Regions from separate parts of the Mus musculus genome. Here region 1 is linked to region 2. The links are chromatin contacts, called in public Micro-C maps. All regions are on one chromosome and are shown on one strand. The core of a region is the stretch at or near the end of the contact, and the rest is flanking DNA. Distances in the headings are between cores, read along the strand shown.

Evidence for each region. A called contact is a pair of places that touch in the nucleus more often than the background predicts.
Region 1: a contact with region 2 is called in a Micro-C map of embryonic stem cells, with 1.7 times the contacts expected there. The contact joins two enhancer-like sites. A contact is called at or near these places in 1 of 484 Hi-C or Micro-C datasets (embryonic stem cells) and 2 of 115 datasets of contacts at active chromatin or transcription factors (embryonic stem cells and pancreatic cancer cells).

What each region holds. Positions count from the first base shown.
Region 1 is chr7:49,343,621-49,349,848 of GRCm38.p6, forward strand. All of the region lies in intron 1 of Nav2 (neuron navigator 2), which reads left to right. Gm51448 (a long non-coding RNA gene) reads right to left here. Exons shown (of 3, transcript XR_003946640.1): 2 at 6,141-6,228. Among named protein-coding and RNA genes, the nearest start is that of Gm51448, 3.9 kb to the right of the region's middle. Within about 2 kb of position 3,806, at least 9 of the 459 cell types and tissues checked have an H3K27ac peak or open chromatin away from gene starts, as enhancers often do. A contact at or near this core is called in embryonic stem cells, where this site is marked.
Region 2 is chr7:48,913,309-48,919,387 of GRCm38.p6, forward strand. No RefSeq gene overlaps it. Among named protein-coding and RNA genes, the nearest start is that of Gm2788, 35 kb to the left of the region's middle. Within about 2 kb of position 4,418, at least 59 of the 459 cell types and tissues checked have an H3K27ac peak or open chromatin away from gene starts, as enhancers often do. A contact at or near this core is called in embryonic stem cells, where this site is marked.

The DNA.
Region 1 (6,228 bases), core at 2,556-5,055, 430 kb after region 2:
ATAAAGTGGTGAGCAAGTGAGGGGCATTGGCAGGGGTGTCTGGGGAGAGCTTGTTTGAATTGGGCTTTTGTTGAGAGGACGGTTCGGATTTATTGTCTGCGCTGGGTAAGGCTTTGAGTTCTCTGAGAGATGGCTCTTCACCACCCCCCTCAACCCCCACCCCCGTTGTTTTCTGTGTCAAGTGTCCTGGCGCAGGAAGGCTCGATGGTATGTATGTCTTTAGAGCAGATGGAGAAGGGTATGTCTGGAAGTTATTGGTGGCCTGAGAAGATACAGTTGCACAAATTCAGAGGAAGCCAGAGGCCAGATGTGCAGGGTCACTATGGCAACAGGTGTGGCCATTTCCATCTGGCTTCCCAGTGGGGCCTCAGCAGGTGCAATGGGGAGAAAGATGGGCTGTGTCAAGGCTTGGAGGTGTAGAGGGGTAGTCTAGAGGGCTTCAAAGTTTGGGGACTTGAAAGATTTGAGAGGGGAGCTAGAAGGAGTTCCTACCTGTTAAGACCCTGGCAACTCTGGCATATATATTTTCTTCTATCTCTCTCTCTCTCTTGGAGACACAGAATTTTTTTGTGTAGCCCTGGCTGTCCTAGCTTGGCCTGAACTCAGAGATCCACCTGGCTCTGCCTCTCAGTGCTGGGATTCAAGGCATGGACCACCACACCCAGCCAGCTGTGACATGGCATTTTTAGGAAGGGTATTACAGCCTTCCCTGCCCCCGGCCAGGACAACCCAGCTTCCCATGTGTGGAGAATCCACATGGGAGCTTGTGTTCACTGCAAAGAGGCAAGATGCACTTTTCTTCTTTAGTATCTCCTTAGCATTCAGATGATTCATGTCACACACAGCTGATGGCAGTATTGGGCACTGGTATCATGCCAGTGCGATCTAACAATCAGAGTGGTCATTTTGTTAGGGTCTAAGAGAGTGGCAAGAAGCTATAGCCTCATGAGTGGGAGCTCCCCGTTAGCTTATTCTTCTCAAGCTCCCCCGGCCCCTCCCCATCAAGCCCCCTCCCCATCAAGCTGCTAGCCCAACTTCTGAGACAACATTAGCCTCCCAAGGTGGCAAGCCTTCTTTGGAGAAGAGTGGTGTTCCTTTGTGCTTAGTTGAATGCTGTATATAACTGACCTTAAAACGGTCAAATGTGTAAGCCCTACAGCCTTTGCCTTGTGAGCAGACACTGTGTTGCAGGAATATGAATGATGTGAGGGAAAGCCCCCCTCATAAAGATGGTTTGACAAGGGTTTGGGACCACCCAGCTGTCCTGAGGCCTCTGAATCTTCTCAGAGGAAAAACTCTACAAAGTCAGTATTTCTTTCTGCTTGTGTGTGTTTGGGGACTTGAACTCACATCCCCAGACTTGCACCACAAGTGCCTTCACTGGCAGAGGCATCTTGCCAACCCCTTTGCCTTTTCTTGTTGCTTTCATCCTCCAGATGTGCTGGCTCGTCACAGCAACAAGGTTGCCAGGGAACTGGGCATCCGTCTCTTTGACTTTAGATGTCTAACCCTATGTAGGCGCAGCAGTAAACAGCATCATCTTGGGGATAGGTTTCTAAACTCCTGAGCTCCAGATTCACTGCCCTGTTGAATGGATGTCTTTTGAGGTAGAGTGTTAAAAATAGGATTCACCAGAAGGAGGCTATTAATGTGTTTTGAGCCTTGACAAACACAACCAGTATGCCTGGATGGGGATTTCCATTCCCTGTTTAACCTCGATAGGCACAAGAGCCAATTCTCTCTCTTTCTTAGGAACTGTATACTTACATAAATTTCTTCTAGAAAGTTCTCTCCATCTTGGCTATCAGAATGAACCAGGCTGTCTTCTCTAACTCCTTTGTGATGTGATGGTGTATGGAGCAAACTTGGAGACTCAGTGTGTGGTGCTGATGCTGATCCATATCCAGCTGGGCACCAGTGGCCTTATCTATGTGATGAGACACACACAGGCTCCCACCCTGTCTTCCAACATGGCGAGGGTTGAGTCGTGTGAGTCCAGTAGCTGGGAGGCAGACACAGCTTTGCTGGGAGGATACCATTATTCCTCCTAAGATGACTCTATCAGGGCTCCATTTCCAGGACTCTAGAATACATAGTATGCTTGTGCAAATTGTCCTTTTGTATCCAGGGCCACACTGTCTACTGGGTAGGGGACAGCCCTTTTCTCTCAGTAGTCTTCCTGGTAAAAGCCTATTGTAAAAACATAAAACATAGCAACCTCCATAGGCCTGGCAGTTCTGACCCCTGGGATGGAGAAGAACCCAGGGCACAAGGCACAGCAGTCACTTGGTTGCTTCCAGGGAAGCCAAATCTCTAGAATTGCTGAGAGGGGAGTGAAGCTCTCATAAGGGGAAGGAGAGTGAAATGTGTTTCTAGGGTAGGGCAGTGGCAGCCACTGCTGGGGACGGCCTGCAGTCCTGTGTTTTTAAAGTTACTTTAAAACACGACTTTCGGGCTGGTGAGATGGCTCAGTGGGTAAGAGCACCCGACTGCTCTTCCGAAGGTCCAGAGTTCAAATCCCAGCAACCACATGGTGGCTCACAACCATCCGTAATGAGATCTGAAACCCTCTTCTGGTGTGTCTGAAGACAGCTACAGTGTACTTACATATAATAATAAATAAATAAATAAAATGATTAAAAAAAAAACACGACTTTCCCACCCACAGCACAGAAGTGCGTCTGTCAGGCAAGTCCTGGTTCTCTTTGACAAGTGACATGGGGTGCTCTGACCCCTTAGGACAGTGTCAGACCTTCTGGAGTCTGGCAGTGCTTTCCTGAGCAGGCCTCCCGGTTCTTCATTAAATGCCTGCCAGGGGCCACTCTTAAGATGTAGACTTCCAGTGCTGCCTGTGCCTGTGTTTCAGAGAAGCGGAGGAAGACTTAGAAAAGTTTGTGTGACTTACCAGGTCTGGGTGTAAGAAGGGGGTGAAGCCAGGACCTGTCTCCAGGTCTCATGTCACACTCCAGGTGTAGAATTCCCTGTGTGTCACTCACACACATTTGTGAATTTCAGAATACAACGCCCACTCATCTAGCCAAATGCTTTGGGGTTGAAATATCTGTACCTGATCATCTCAGAAGTCAGTGTCTCATGACTTGCTATTAATGGCTGATGCATCCCTTGAGTAAAAGGATATGAATGTGTGCATATCGCCATATACAGAAATAATGCATATGCATGCATATTATAGTCCTGGGCTCTAAGCCATCTACCTCCCACATTTTTTCTGGGTGAAGCTGTGGAAAGACCCCACTGTCTTGCCTTTGCCCTGTGCCTGGGGGTGGGGAGGCTCTCTGGACTTGCTTTACCTGGGGCAATCGGGGAGCATCATTGTTTCCTTACTCAGTTTTTTTTTTTTTAATTGCATGCGAAACACTGTTTGGACTGGCTACTGGAAATTGTAGTCAGCCCTGGGCACCTTATTTGTGTCTGTGTGACCCTTAAAAAAAGTTACAGGTCTGGAGAGATGACTCAGCAGATAAGAGTATTGGTTGCTCTTCCAGAGGACTTGGGCTTGACTCCCCGGCACCCACATGGCTCCTGTAATTCCAGTTCCAGGGGATCTGATGACCCCTCATGACCGCCACAGGCACACAGCATACCATACACACGTCACAAACACACATCCAAACAAAAATGTCCATACACATAGATAATTTAAAAATAATAATAATAATAAAAAAAGTTAAACTACAGCAACAACCCCCCTCTTTTACAAGACAAAACCCACACCTGGCAGGCCTACCAGATCGATTGCATAGAAGCATCCACCCTCCTGATGCTTAAGCCCGGATGGATTGAGGTGGAAATGTAAATGCTAGTTGAGAAGAGTGACTCATTCCCAGAACTGAGATCTCTGTGCCTCTTCGGACCTCTCAGCCCTGATGGAAAGGAACAAGAAGAGTCAGGTGAGTTTTGTTCACCCAAGACAGGCTGGGAAAGAGCCAAGGCCAAAGGAGGGGATGAAGAGCGCAGAGCCAGCCAGTTGGCATGCCTCTGTGTGTGGCAGTCGGTGCAGAAGAGAGAGCAAAGAGGTCCAGTGCCGAGATCGAAACTTAGACTCTCTCATCAGCCAGGAGAGATTTCTCCCTCTACCAGGCACAGTGTGCTTGCATGGGCTCTTGCAAGCCCACCGTGCACCCTGTGAGCCATGGAAGCAAACCTGAACTGGGAATAACCCAACTACAGCTTTGATTTGCTCGTTCCTGTCCCTTCACACACCGGGAAGCAAAACTTGGCATCTCTTTTATTATTCCTGAATCCTCTGCTTGCCCTAGAAAGCCCAGGGAAGATACACGGATTTTGTGGGAAATTTTCCAGGAGAGAATAGATTGGACAGGACTTGACTAGTGGGGTACCATCCGTTAGGCCCTGTGCACACAGCTCCCCCATTCTGCTGGCAGGTCCCAAGTCATCCCACCTGCCTCCCTGAATTCTCATGCAAAACATTTTCTTGTAGTCTCTGTGCCCTCACATTTGCATGTCCATGCCCTCCGTCTACAAAACAAAACTCTCTCTTGGAGTGGGAGGGGGAAAAACAATAACTCATCCTTCTTTTCCCGGTCCCACAGGCGTTTACTCCCTGATGGTCCACACTTTTTGAGATAAACACCTGGCTGGCAGTGCTAGCTCGGCTCCCTTGGGATGAATCCCCACGCTCAGCCAAGAGAGCAGCAACTGCTTCTTATCCCGGGAGCATCAGAAACAGAAAGCTGTAGTGAAGTAATTGGGACTGAGTATTCGTTACTGCTTTTTTAAAAATGCAATTTAATTGAAGGTGTTCGAGATTTTTAGCATAATCTCTAAATTAGCCGGTTCCCAAAGTATTCCGAAAAGTTTTTACAGCCACTTTTCTCTCTCACTGCTCTGGCTTACTGTGGTGGGTTTGTTTCGTGTTTGTTTGTTTGTTTATTTGTTTTTAACTGTGCATTCGACATCTCTGAATCCGGTGCGTCCTACAAGCATAAGAGGTGCCTCTCAGCAAAGCGTGTCTTACAGGTGCCTGTTCTGTGACTGGCTTAAGATACATCTTCAGCCATAAAATACCTTGTTTTCATGGGCTTTGAGGTTTAGCAAGTAAAGGGGAAAAAGTCATCTGTCTCACCCAGTCAACCAAATTGTCATTCCGTTGATGTCTTTCTCCTGCGCTCTGATACAGCTGTGTATTCCCCCAGAGTCCCTGTGCACCCCCTGATGTGAGCAGGGTTAGACTACTAAGGAGTATGCATTTGCAGGAGTGGAGTGGGGGTGGGGAGGGAGAGGGAGAGGGCAGGGGTAGAGGGCCCTGGACCAGGCTTGTTTACAGGATATGCTGGGATCTTACAGAAAGAAGAGAAAAGCTGGCAGAATTTGTCTCTAAATTGTCTTCCCTGTGCCTGGGTGAGGAGGGTGTTCCAGCTGAGAACACCTGCTGAGGGACCTGCGTTAGGGACCGGTGTTTGGGGGCTGGAGGGTGGCAACTAAAAAGAGGAAATAGTAGTTAAAGGTCTTCTCTCTATGTGTGTGTTACGCACCTCACTGTAGATGAAGCTGCCCCAGCCATGTGTGATTAAGACTATTGACCCGGGCTGGTGAGATGGCTCAGTGGGTAAGAGCACCCGACTGCTCTTCCGAAGGTCAGGAGTTCAAATCCCAGCAACCACATGGTGGCTCACAACCATCTGTAACGAGATCTGACTCCCTCTTCTGGAGTGTCTGAGGACAGCTACAGTGTACTTACAATAAATAAATAAATAAATCTTTAAAAAAAAAAAAAAAAGACTATTGACCCACTATACAGATGGGGAAGCTAAGGCTCTTGGAGTTGTGATTCACCTAAGGCCACAAAACCTCAGTGTCTTCACAGTTCAAAAACAACAAACAAACAAACAAAAAGTTATAACTTAAAATGGAGGGATGGAGGGATGGCTCAGTGGTTAAGAGCACTTTCAGAAGACCCGGATCCAGTTTCCAGAATCCACATGGTGACTTATAACCATCCAATTCCAAGGAATCTAGTGCACTCTCACCGGGCACATAGACACATACAGACTTGCAGGTGAAGCATTCTTGCACATAAAATTAATTGATTGAAATTATTTTTTCAAACTAAGTAATGTGAATTGCAGCTTTCTGGGAAGGAACTGACCTGAGCTTACCCTTCAGAATTATTCCAAAACGGGGCCCAGACGCAAGAGAGCAGGCCTTCAGGTCCAAGGAGCAGCCTCACTGGGAAAGATGGCCGCC
Region 2 (6,079 bases), core at 3,168-5,667:
TAAGACTATCTTACCTAGGTTTCAGTGTCTTCTTAACCTGTTTATTCCATGATTTCTACTTTAAAGATTAATGCTTTGGCAGTAGAAACAGAAACTGAAGCTGCTATCTCTTGATAAAAAAAAAAAAACTTTTGCTTTTTTTTTTTTTGTCCCATTCTGTGAACAGGACCCTGAATCAGGTAGCTAGTTTCTTCCTGGTCTCAACATTCATGTTCATCAAGGAAGACAATAAGATAACGCTTGATGAGAACCTCAAATTTTACCCCCCAGTCAATTTATTTTACTTAAATGCATATTCAATTGCCTGGAAAGAAAGCTCTTGTGTTTATTTGACAGAATGTGTCCTATTAATCTGCTACCCCCAGAACTAACCACATTTGATGCAGAAGCCATCAAGCAAGAGGCCGAGCCCCTGAGAGCTGCAGGTGAGCTTCCTGTGGGAGCTAGGTGAGGTCGAAGAGGTGTCCTCCGACTGGGAAGGTCTCGTCAGCAGTAACCCTTGACCGAATCTCCCTATTTGTTATATTCATTCCAGCCGGACTGGTTTTTCTGTTCTGCAGAGGTACTGGGAAGGCCCGTGCCTGAGGCTCTTCATTTGGATTTTTGACGCTTGATAACTAAATATCCACGTTTGCCACAACTTTCCTTTACTCTTGCATTAGTGGGTAGTTTGACTAGGAGTGGTCGCTGAGCATGCTGAACAAACTGTCTCCCCTCCCCCACTGCATTAATCTATCATCTTTACATTACATATGTTTAATAGAAGTGCTCTCACTTGTTTACTATGCCTCCCTATCTTAAGTGTAAACTCCAGGGAGTTTACCTCATGCTTAGGCCAGAGCCAGTCTTACAGGATACAATGCTTTCTCTGAAGAAGCCACTGAGGGCAGGGTTACCAACCTGCCTGTTTCCTCAGGCTCATCCCTGAGTATCAGAGGCACACCCTGGAAATGTCCAGCCTACATTCTAGAGAAAGCTAAGCAAATGACTGCCCGTGGGTCAAACATGGCATGGTCTGTTTTTACAAATAAAGTTTTCTTCAGATCATCCCTTGTTACCTATCATCTACACCACAGCTGAGTGGTTCCGCCAAAGTCCATGGGTCCTGCAAAGCTGGGGTATTCCATATCTGGCTTTTTACAAAACAAGTCTGGCCGGACAATGGTGGCGCACGCCTTTAATGCCAGCACTTGGGAGGCAGAGGCAGGCGGATTTCGGAATTCAAGGCCAGCCTGGTCTACAGAGTGAGTTCCAGGACAGCCAAGGCTGTACTGAGAAACCCTGTCTCAAAAAAAAAAAAAAAAAAAAAAAAGAACCATAAAAAACAAAACAAAACAAGTTTGTAGACAGTCACTCGGAGGAAAGATCCCTGGACACCCTTCCTTCAGTGTGAGTTGGCATGGTGATGGTAAGCTCTTTCATGTTTTCTTGTGAAGAACTGTCTCTCTTGTCTCAGTATTAGATGTGGGGCTGAATCTGTTCACAGAAGCGCTGGCCTTTGCAGTCTGCTTCATTCCACTTTGACCCGAATTACCCAGAGAACAGGGAGCAGTGTGTTTTCTCTAATTAGTAATTATCTGGGTGACTCTCAGTGCGAGCCACATGGCCTGCCTGTCCTTTCATCCAGAGGAAGAGGTTAGCGAAATACCTTGGTGGCACGAAAACTAGACTTTTAAGTGTGAGATTTTATTATTTTTTATTATTTCTCTTTACTTAGATCTCTGTGAGAATCATGATGTTTCCAAGGCAACACATGGCTTGGGGGAAATCGGAGAATATTCCCGATGCAGAGGATAACATCCAGCTAGCAGACAATGCTATCCACGCACAGATGTCAGTATTCAGTGGGACCCAGCTGTCCTATGATTAGGATTGGGGAGGCTTGAGTTTCAAAGTACAATGGTCACGTTCCCATTCACTAAACCTGAAAAACCTTTCTTCCTGTGCAGAGAAAGAGCAGGCTGACAACAGGGTACAGGCTGTGGTTCCTGGTTTATCTCTGTGTAGGGGGATTGTCAGTGCAGCTCTTTGTCTCGCTCAGGTGACACACACACACACACACACACACACACACACACACTTTTAAGTCTCATTTCTGCTGTGTCTGCCTACTGGGGACACACATAGCCTTTATTTTTCATCCCAAATATTTCCGTTGTTCCAAGTGACAGACTGTTTGCTCAAGGAGACACTCATTTCTTTAAGACTCTTTAAAATGTCATTATGAAAACTTTAGTGTGGAAAGCCATATAGTTACTTAAAAGCATCAACCACCTCACTCAGGGAACTTTTATTAGTATATTAAGCCCTCCCCGACATTTCTCTGAAATGAATCCACACTGTATGCACAAGGTAGAATATATACACTAATTTATAAACGGTGTCCTTAATGACCATCTTAGTGACCAGGAGGGTCTCTCACTCTCCTGGAGTGAGGTGGCGTGGTGCATGGCATATGCTCTGCGCTCCGTGATTCTGTGCCAGCTGTGATCCTGTCAGTGAGCAGCTCTCTGACCTGGAGTTCTATAGCTTCTCAGGTGTCTTGGAAATCTCCTCTGTAAAGTGGAGCTGCCAGCGATAAGATCTGTGATGTTAGGGTTATTATGACAGTAAAATACGTTAAAGAGACAATAGACCTTAGTGCCGCACCCAGCATGTGGCCCTGTAATTAGATGTTCATTGTTGTTATCTTTCCAAGTTATCGCTTCTATCTACATACAGCACAGTTGCATTGGCTGTGAATTGTACCGCGGTGCTGATTTGTAAGCCCTCTTCTCTGCTTTCCTTTTGGTGCTGTGGTGTTTAATGTGGTGCTTTGACGAAACTCAGACCTAGAGCTATTTGCTGCACATGGGCAGACAGCAGAAAGGAACCCAGTGGTCTCAGGAGGGGGCCTTGGGGGTGTGGGAAGAGAGAGTAGAGCCTCAACTGTGATGTTTAGCAGACGAGGGGATCATACATGAACTCTATGGGGCCTGATCTCTGGTCTTTTACTCTGAGCATCACAAGCAACCCCCTTACCATCTGTAGACTTTACTGCTCGGATCTGTGAGATGAAGATTCTCTAGGTGTGAACCTCCTTGGGTCCTTACAAGTGACGAATTAGGTTGTTTGTCTTAATAAACATTTTCTGTTATTAGAAATTGAAAGCTAGCTTTTTACACACACACATACACATATGTATTTCCCCTTTCTATTTCCATTGCCCCCTTGCAGGGTAATAAGCTAAAAAGCATCTAGTGACTGATTTTGGAAACAGAATAGTCAGTCCTGTGAGAACAAGAGGGGAGAGAGAGAGGGAAAGACTTAGCCCGGTGGAGAAAGAAAGACCAGGGGTCTTGGAGACTGTTGAAGTAAAAGTCAAGAAGCTTGTGTGCGGATGTTGCTGACAGAATAAAGGTAGAAAGTTGGTCTCCAAAGGTGACTGAATGGAGCGGGGGATGGGGGGATGTTGGGGAGCTGAGACAGGAGTCACAGAGACTATTAGCCTGTGCGGGTAGGCACACACACATTGTTTTCACATGGCTATACATGTTCATGGTTTATTGCTGCTACAGTCACTGGGTAAGTTGTAAGGGTCTGCCTTTCCCCTTTCTATTTCCATTGCCCTCCTGCAGGGTAATAAGCTTCCATTTCACACGTAGTTTTATTTTTAATCTTATTCTTCTCTGAGGCAGGGCTCTCTCTGTAGCCTATTCTAGCCTCAGACTTTCCGTGCAGTCTAAATTGGGCCACCAGAGCTCCTTCCTCCATTTCCCTGAGTCCTGGATCAAGGCACATCCCATCACTGTGAGTCCCACACACCTTTTGGTACTCAGTTCTTCCACTTCGCCTCTGCCAGCTGAAGCCAGAGCAGGCTTACCTGCTGTGGAATCAGGAGAAGGGAGAGAGTACAGTGTGACTTCCTGTTTGTTTCTGGTCACCATCTCCATTATCCCAGTTGCTCATCACCCCATCCCTCTGTCACCCGGCCAGCCCTCTGACACTCCTTGTTACTCAGGCCTTTTGGCAGTGACCTCTCATGTCAGGAGAGCATTGCAACTCTGGCTTCGTTTTCACCCTCCATTCTCAGAGCAGTCTCAAGACACCACATTTGTTAGCATCCTTCCCAATGCGTGGCTCCATCTCTGAGGGCCTCCCTTTGTGCCTGTCTCAGTGCAGCTCCAGCATCCTCTTTGTCTTGCAGTTCTCTGATTCCTGGTGAGAAACAATTCAGGTCAAGTAATCTCTTAAAATTCCTGGTGTGGTTTCCGCTTCCTGACGTTGCTTTCTTTAATATCCTGTCCAAACTTCACTCTGTTCAAATGAGCCAGTTGAGAAAGGAATGTTAAAGTTAAGAGCAAACTTTGCTCCGAAGGAAGGGTGTGGATGTTTCCGCTTGTCCCCTGGCTCTGGACTGACTCACTGCTGTGCCTGACTTTGACTTACCACATCCCAGCCCCAGAAGATGCCCTGGAGGTCTGGCACCTAGTGGCTGTGCTTTGGGGCTGTGGGTGCTGCCACAGACACAGGCAGAGCTAAAAAGCATCTAGTGACCGATTTTGGAAACAGAATAGTCAGTCCTGTGAGAAGGAGAGGGGAGAGAGAGAGGGAAAGACTTAGCCTGGTTGGAGAAAGAAAGACCAGGGGTCTTGGAGACTGTTGAAGTAAAAGTCAAGACGCTTGTATGCAGATGTCTTGTATGCAGATGTCGCTGACAGAATAAAGGTAAAAAGTTGGTCTCCAAAGGTGACTGAATGGAGCGGGGGATGGGGGGATGTTGGGGAGCTGAGACAGGAGTCACAGAGACTATTAGCCTGGGTACTGAGGGGTGGTTTCAGTCTCTGCCTTACCTGCTGATAATGAAAGGGCCGGCACAATAGGTAGGTCAACACCACTTTCCTGCTCTGATGGTTTCCAAAAGAACTCGCCGCCTCCCTGCTGGGGTATTTCCAGAAGCCTGTTTGAGACCACTCACCATGACCTCCTCTTTCAGATTCAGGATCCCATCCCCCCTCAACCCCCTGCCTTCTGTCTGTCTGCCTCTCCTTTTCTCTTTCCCCTTTCTCCTGTTTTTTCCCCTCTTTCCTTTCTCTCCCACCTGCCTCTCTTACACACACGCGCGCGCGCACGCGTACACACACACACACACACTTCATGCACGAGGCACACTTGGCCTCAGATGAGATGATCCTTTGCAATCTGCCCTTAAGCAGTGGTCCGAACAGACCCACCTAGCCAGGCTTTAAGAGCAGCCCCTGCCTGCCCTCTGATCGTTGGGTGGGTCCCAATATGACCAGTTGGCTTTACTGACTCAAGGGACCAGGTGCTGTTGCCAGCCTGGGAGAAGGCAGGGGCTCTGGTGAAAGGAACTTGTGAGTCACCATTGGGGTGCCTTGTGTAGTCATCTGTGAGTCCAAAAAAAGACGGTTAATGTCTTGACCCAAAATGTGATCATCCTGATTGAAAGAAAACCTCTCCTTTACTTCTTGGGAGACTGTTCAAAAGGAGGCAGGGGTGCATATACTGCAGGAACCAATGTTCTTTGAACTAGACAACTGTGTCATAATGTAAGGGTTACAAGGAAGCTCTCTACTGGTATCCAGGTCCTAGCTTCTCCCGCCATTAAAATCTGTGTCATCAGGGCACCTTCAAAACTTGAAGGAAAATTATTAACATGTTGCTAGTAGTTTCTAAACTCCAGCCTCTGTTCCTATGTTACCATCCTCTTCTGGATTCTATTTGGGATACCACACTGCATGTGGGGGGTCCTGTCTCAGTTTCTGTCTTTCCTTAGCTGTGACACCTTGAGGGATACTAGCATCCCTTAATTTTAGTCTGCCGGTGTTTGTCATTAGACTGTGGGTTACAGATCTGGGAGGAAGACCCCCACACCCGCTTTAGCACAGCTGTGAGTCATACACAGACACTACTAGCTCAACCCATCATGGGTGTTTCTGCATGCAGAGCTCAGGGTCCAGCTCCAAGGATGCTCCTATGACTGTGGATTGCCATTCAGAACAACACTAGAAAGGGGGTGGCTTAGGAATGGAATGAGTAGCATATGTATCAGGAAACAGCCTAGAAGTCATAGCTCTGA